Regions from separate parts of the Pan troglodytes genome. Here region 2 is linked to region 1. The links are chromatin contacts, called in public HiChIP or PLAC-seq maps. All regions are on one chromosome and are shown on one strand. The core of a region is the stretch at or near the end of the contact, and the rest is flanking DNA. Distances in the headings are between cores, read along the strand shown. Region 1 holds the start of RPL27 (ribosomal protein L27). Region 2 holds the start of AOC2 (amine oxidase copper containing 2).

Evidence for each region. HiChIP or PLAC-seq counts read pairs in DNA pulled down with a chosen protein or histone mark.
Region 2: a contact with region 1 is called in an H3K4me3 HiChIP or PLAC-seq map of stem cell-derived excitatory neurons, with 8 times the contacts expected there. The contact joins the promoter of AOC2 here to the promoter of RPL27 in region 1. A contact is called at or near these places in 1 of 7 Hi-C or Micro-C datasets (stem cell-derived neural progenitor cells) and 1 of 1 datasets of contacts at active chromatin or transcription factors (stem cell-derived excitatory neurons).

What each region holds. Positions count from the first base shown.
Region 1 is chr19:25,151,864-25,154,950 of NHGRI_mPanTro3-v2.0_pri, reverse strand. It overlaps RPL27 (ribosomal protein L27), which reads left to right and starts at 1,754. Exons shown (of 4, transcript XM_001159277.8): 1 at 1,754-1,836; 2 at 2,945-3,087. The coding sequence starts at 1,756. It overlaps LOC112206032 (a long non-coding RNA gene), which reads right to left. Exons shown (of 4, transcript XR_002940173.3): 2 at 2,733-2,848; 3 at 2,377-2,398; 4 at 891-1,970.
Region 2 is chr19:25,300,406-25,303,495 of NHGRI_mPanTro3-v2.0_pri, reverse strand. It overlaps AOC2 (amine oxidase copper containing 2), which reads left to right and starts at 1,694. Exons shown (of 4, transcript XM_016931763.4): 1 at 1,694-3,090. The coding sequence starts at 1,887. PSME3 (proteasome activator subunit 3) reads left to right here. Exons shown (of 11, transcript NM_001251895.5): 11 at 1-1,020.

The sequences.
Region 1 (3,087 bases), core at 505-3,004:
GCACATACCTGAAGTCCTAGCTACTCAGGAGGCTGAGGTGGGAGGATCACGAGCCCAGGAGGTTGAGGCTACAGTGAGCCATGATTGTGCTACACACCATTCAGCCTGGGTGACAGAGCGAGACCCTGTCTCAAAAAACAAAACAAAACAAAAGCCATTGCAATGGGATCCTGAGGGATACAGGGAAAATTGTATCACTGGAGAGCTTCAGGAGAGAACTGATGAAATCCTGGTTGTTCCACATCTTGCCCAAGACAAATCCTATAGGTTCAGATAAGCAAAAACTGTGAGATAGTTTATCTTTCCCTTAAACTCGGAAAGCACATAAGGTACCATGTGAAAACGCTCTTCTGGTGAGTGATGGGAAATAATTCAGTTTGAGAGCCAACTAGACCTAGATTCAGACCTAGATTTGAATCCCATCTATGCCACTGATTAGGATTAACCTCAGACAAGCAATTTATCCTCTCTGAATTGCAATTTCCTCATGTCTAAATGGGAGGAGAATGCCCAAGATGCAGAGTTGTGAGGATTAAACAGGCTGCCGGCTTGTATAAAGTGCTCACATCTTGCCTGGGAGAGAATCGCTGCTCAGGATGGTGACATGGTAAACAGTATGGGTTCAGGAGTTGAACTGCTTGCGGCTGAGCCCCAGCTCCACTATTTACCCACTATAGACTTCGGGCAAATCTCTCTAAGCCAGTTTCCTCGACTCTAGAATGGAGATAATAATAGTATCTATTTCTTAGTGTTATGATGACCAAATCAGATTATGTGCATAAATAGATTAACCTGACCTGGCATAGGGTAAGCAGCTGCCATTCTTCTCTTCTACCTCCCTCATGCTTATTCTAGTTGGTAATGTCAGTGACACCACTAGACTTTAACTGTTGGGGGTAAATATCCTTTTTGTTTGTTTTTTTAAAACCAAATTTAGCAGTGGGGGGTTGTATACCAACTTTAGTGACCCTAACGTTGATAAGTTCTGATAACCCACTACTATCGGACCAGCCACCCTTACTGATCTTTGTCCCTCCCTCTTTAGCTAACAGTGCCCCCGACAGGCACCAATAAATGCCCTATTTTTTTCCCTGTGTCTCCCAAGAGAAAAAGTAAATTTCAGATTGTGTTCCCCCTCCTAGCGCCAGAGAAAGGAACTACAACAAAGCCTAGCTGCTGAGTCCAGAGCGCACAGCACAGTCGCCCTCCCAGCTCTTCCGTTGGCCGGGAGGAGTCTCCTTTGCTCTTGTCTACTGCTGGAGCTGCTAATAAAGCTTCATTCGAATACTTGAGCTGCCGCGCCCGGCGTTTCCCTCATGAGCTTCTTCCGCCCGCAACACGAGACTCAGCACCACACAATCAGCGTGGCGAAGCCTGAAGGGCGGGACAGGAAGTGAGGTCACTCCTCACCGGGGTGAAAGGTTAGCGGAAGTGTCCTTCTTTCCTTTTTGCTGTAGGCCCGGGTGGTTGCTGCCGGTAAGTAGAAGCATGGGTTGAATCTTTCAATCCGCTGCCATCCGCGGCTTGGGGGTCGAAGGTCCGGGCGGCGCCGGGTGCATTCCTTCCCTAGGTCTCTGGCGGCTACGTATCCGATCCTGTCCTGCGAGCAGGGCCCTCGGGCGGCCTGGACCAAGGCGACAGTGAACACAGTCTGAAGTTCCGGCGCAAGACCTGGGCTTGCTGGCAGGAGTCAGCTCTGGGCATCTTTGGCTTTACGGATTTTTAAGTGGCCCTTTCTCCTTGCTCTCTGCAGAAATGGGCAAGTTCATGAAACCTGGGAAGGTGGTGCTTGTCCTGGCTGGACGCTACTCCGGACGCAAAGCTGTCATCGTGAAGGTATCAGCCTCGCGGGACTCTGCGTCCTTGCATCCCGGGACCAGGCTGGCTGCGGCGGGGCGGACAGGCTTGGAATTCAAGGCCTGTTTCTGGGGCAGTAGCCAGTGAGCACGGTCAGGGTGAACGTGGGAGAGCTTTTGAGAGAGGAAAAAGCACAGTAAAAGCAAATGTGAGCTGAATTGGGCTCCCAACGCATAAAGCCTTCTCCACCAGAGGCTTTAAATATATAGTAATAGTGGCTGACATTGCACGCTTGCTATGTGCTCCCACTGCCTTTCAGGTATTGTCATGTGCAGTCCTTGAAGTAATCATAGGGGATTCCTTTTCTTTTCTTTTCTTTCTTTCTTTTTTTTTTTTTGAGACGGGATCTCTGTCCAGGCTAAGTGCAGTGGCGTGATCACTGCAGCCTCGACCTCCCGGGCTCAAGCGAGTCTCCCATCTCAGCCTCCCGAGTGGCTGGGACTACAGGTGCGTGCCACCATCCCCAGCTATAGGGGGTTCCTTCCTGTTGCTAAGGTTTGGAGGTGTTCTGTTATTTACCTGAAGTGCTGCAGCTGGGAATCTGTAAGAAGAGGAGGAAATTGCTTTTAGAAAGGTCACGTAGCCCCTCACTGTTTTCCTCTTATCCATGATTTTGTAGCTTCTTGAGAGAGTTCCCTAGGCTCTGGCCACATACACCACTGCGTTTTGTTGTTGTGGGGACACTGGAGTGCCCCTGGATTCCCCTCTCCCATCTCCTGAGACTGATCTCTGGAGTTAGGCTGTGGTGTCTTAACCTTGGCTGTACACTTCACTAGCAGTGGAGCAAGTGAATAGATACCAAGTCCTGTGAGCAGTGCTTGGCATATAGCAAGTACTTCTTAAATGTTAACTGTTGCTACTTTTAAATCTCTTACCTCTAATAAGCCGTTCCAGATGCTTCCTGATGGAGATAAACACTGTTCTGTTTCTCTTTGGTTATTTCTCATAGCTTTCTGTGATTTTTCTCTTTATAATGGTGGATCTTGGAGACCTGAGGGTGGAAATATTTTTTGGACACTGCCCTACCTCTAACACAGGGCCTAAATAGGCCCTCAGTGAATAACAAATGTAATTCTTACTCATTTAGAACATTGATGATGGCACCTCAGATCGCCCCTACAGCCATGCTCTGGTGGCTGGAATTGACCGCTACCCCCGCAAAGTGACAGCTGCCATGGGCAAGAAGAAGATCGCCAAGAGATCAAAGATAAAATCTTTTGTGAAAGTGTA
Region 2 (3,090 bases), core at 445-2,944, 150 kb before region 1:
CTCCTGTCTCTCGAATCTTCCAGAGATATCACTTAATTGTTAACAGCTTTTGTGTTAATCCCCTTCAGCCCCCAGCTCTTTTATTCTACCACGGCTGGAGACTTGATACCTGCAGTCAGCCTGCCAGTGACTCTTAGTGTCTGTTTCTGACTTATTTTTCCTGTCTCTGTCTTCCAACCCCCAATAATATTTCCACCGGGGATGCATCATTTTTACTCCCAATATTCTGTAGAGAGGGAGTCAGGATGCTGTCTTCCCACGAATAGTACTCAGTAACAAACCAATTGCATTTTAGTTGGGCAGTGCTCCCACCCACCCTCCAGATCCCTTCCAGCTAAAACCCTTCCCCCTTCCCTCCATGTGTTTCTCAGTTTCCTGTTTCGTTTGTTGGATTGTTCCACTGCCCCTCCTCCTCACCCTATCACCCGTGGATCATAATGTAAAATTCTTTTACCATGTCAAGAAATTATTAAAAATACAGGTACTTTGACCTCTTTCTAAAGCCGCAGACCCTGGTGCAATGCTCTGGTGGCTAGGGATGTACTCATGCTTGTACGTGTGCACGCTTGGACACCCACCTCCATGGACACCTAGCCACCCTGTTGTGTGTCCTTATGCCAGTTGAGCTGAATCTTTTCCCCAGTATAGTGGAAAGACTGAGGCTTCTGCCTACTGAGCAAGGTTGGGTGCTTCATTTGTGTTCAGTCTGAATTACGGGAAAGTTAGCTCTTCCCAGACCTAAGCTGCCTTCTCTCCCTACTTTCAGAAGATCCTAGTTCCTTCCTTCCCGAGTGATACCCATGAACTGCCAGTAGAGGCTGCTATCGTTCCATGTGTAAGGAATGAACTGGTTCGAGGCGTGTCCTACCCAGTTATTTTCTTTACCTTATACTAATTCTTCCTGAATAATGTCTTCAGTTTCTTGAGGAGACTCCTAGTTTTGGTTTTCAGATTACTTGGAGGGCTGCCTAGGAATCTATCTCCCTCTGAAATAAAGTTTCCTCATCTTCCACCTTGCAAGTAGCCTTCTGGTTTCCAATGATCCCCTCGTTGTCTCTGTAAAAAAAGTTTAAGGTCTTGAACAATGGAGGAGCACCTGCTCTGTTCTCTTTCAGAGATGACTACCAAAAGCTAGCAGTTTGTGAGTGCCTCCCCTGTGCCAGGCTGTTAAGTACCTAATGTGCACGATCACATTTAATCTTCAGGAATCTATAGGATAGTTGTATCTATTTGTTACAGATGAGGACACTGAGACTCAGGATAAGTATTTCCGCTAAGGTTACACAGCTGAGGGAACTGGGATTGGTGGACAAACCTGATTACTAAGCCCAGGCCCTCAGCCACTCCACTGGATGGAAATGGCCTGACTACAAATCAAGGGCTTGGCATTAGGCAACAAGTAGAATTCATTGCTTACTGCTGAACATGGCAGTGAATGCTGGAGCTGTTGGGATGCAGTTCCTGCCAGGAGGTAGGAAAATGGACAGCTTAGTGCTTGCATGCAGGCTGCAGAACTTAATTGGGCATCTGAGGTTTGTACTCTTCCTGAGACCCATTCCAGGTGGAAACTGGAGGTTAGCATCGTTAACCCAGATTCCCTTTCATCTGGTCTAAATGATGGAAATCAGTAGTTGGTACTGACTGCTACCAGTGGGAGTTCAGGGGCAAGGAAGAGGCTATGCATGTGGAAGCAGTGCCCTGGGCCAAACCACAGGACAGAAAATTGGAACAGAATTACATAAATCAAGGTCAGAAATTTCCTGCCCAACCCATGGGGTGGAGTTTTCTCCCTTCCTATCCACCCTAGCGAATATAAAGCCCGACTTGATGTCAGTAACTGGAAGGAGCAGCTGTTAGAACTCTGATTTCAGCTCTCAGCATCCACCATGCATCTCAAGATAGTCCTGGCGTTCCTGGCACTGTCCCTCATTACCATCTTTGCCCTGGCCTATGTTTTGCTGACCAGCCCAGGTGGTTCCAGCCAGCCTCCCCACTGCCCCTCTGTATCCCATAGGGCCCAGCCCTGGCCACACCCTGGCCAGAGCCAGCTGTTTGCAGACCTGAGCCGAGAGGAGCTGACAGCTGTGATGCGCTTTCTGACCCAGCGGCTGGGGCCAGGGCTGGTGGACGCAGCCCAGGCTCAGCCCTCGGACAACTGCGTCTTCTCAGTGGAGCTGCAGCTGCCCCCCAAGGCTGCAGCCCTGGCCCACCTGGACAGGGGGAGCCCCCCACCTGCCCGGGAGGCACTGGCCATCGTCCTCTTTGGTGGACAACCCCAGCCCAATGTGAGTGAGCTGGTGGTGGGGCCGCTGCCTCACCCCTCCTACATGCGGGATGTGACTGTGGAGCGTCACGGCGGGCCCCTGCCCTATCACCGTCGCCCGGTGCTGAGAGCTGAGTTTACACAGATGTGGAGGCATCTGAAAGAGGTGGAGCTACCCAAGGCACCCATCTTCCTGTCGTCCACCTTCAACTACAATGGCTCTACCCTGGCAGCTGTGCATGCCACCCCTCGGGGCTTGCGCTCAGGGGACCGAGCTACCTGGATGGCCCTCTACCATAACATCTCAGGGGTTGGTCTTTTCCTTCACCCCGTGGGGCTGGAGCTACTACTGGACCACAGGGCCCTGGACCCTGCCCACTGGACTGTCCAGCAGGTCTTCTACCTTGGGCACTACTATGCAGACTTGGGCCAGTTGGAACGGGAGTTTAAGTCTGGCCGGTTGGAAGTGGTTAGAGTCCCTCTACCTCCACCAAATGGAGCTTCATCCCTGAGGTCTCGGAACTCTCCAGGTCCTCTTCCCCCTCTTCAGTTCTCGCCCCAGGGTTCCCAGTACAGTGTGCAAGGAAACCTGGTGGTATCCTCCCTCTGGTCATTTACCTTTGGCCATGGGGTGTTCAGCGGCCTGAGGATTTTTGATGTTCGGTTCCAGGGTGAGCGAATAGCCTATGAAGTCAGTGTCCAGGAGTGTGTATCTATCTATGGTGCCGATTCACCCAAGACGATGCTGACTCGCTATTTGGATAGCAGCTTTGGACTCGGCCGTAACAGCCGAGGCTTGGTGCGGGGAGTGGACTGCCCCTATCAAG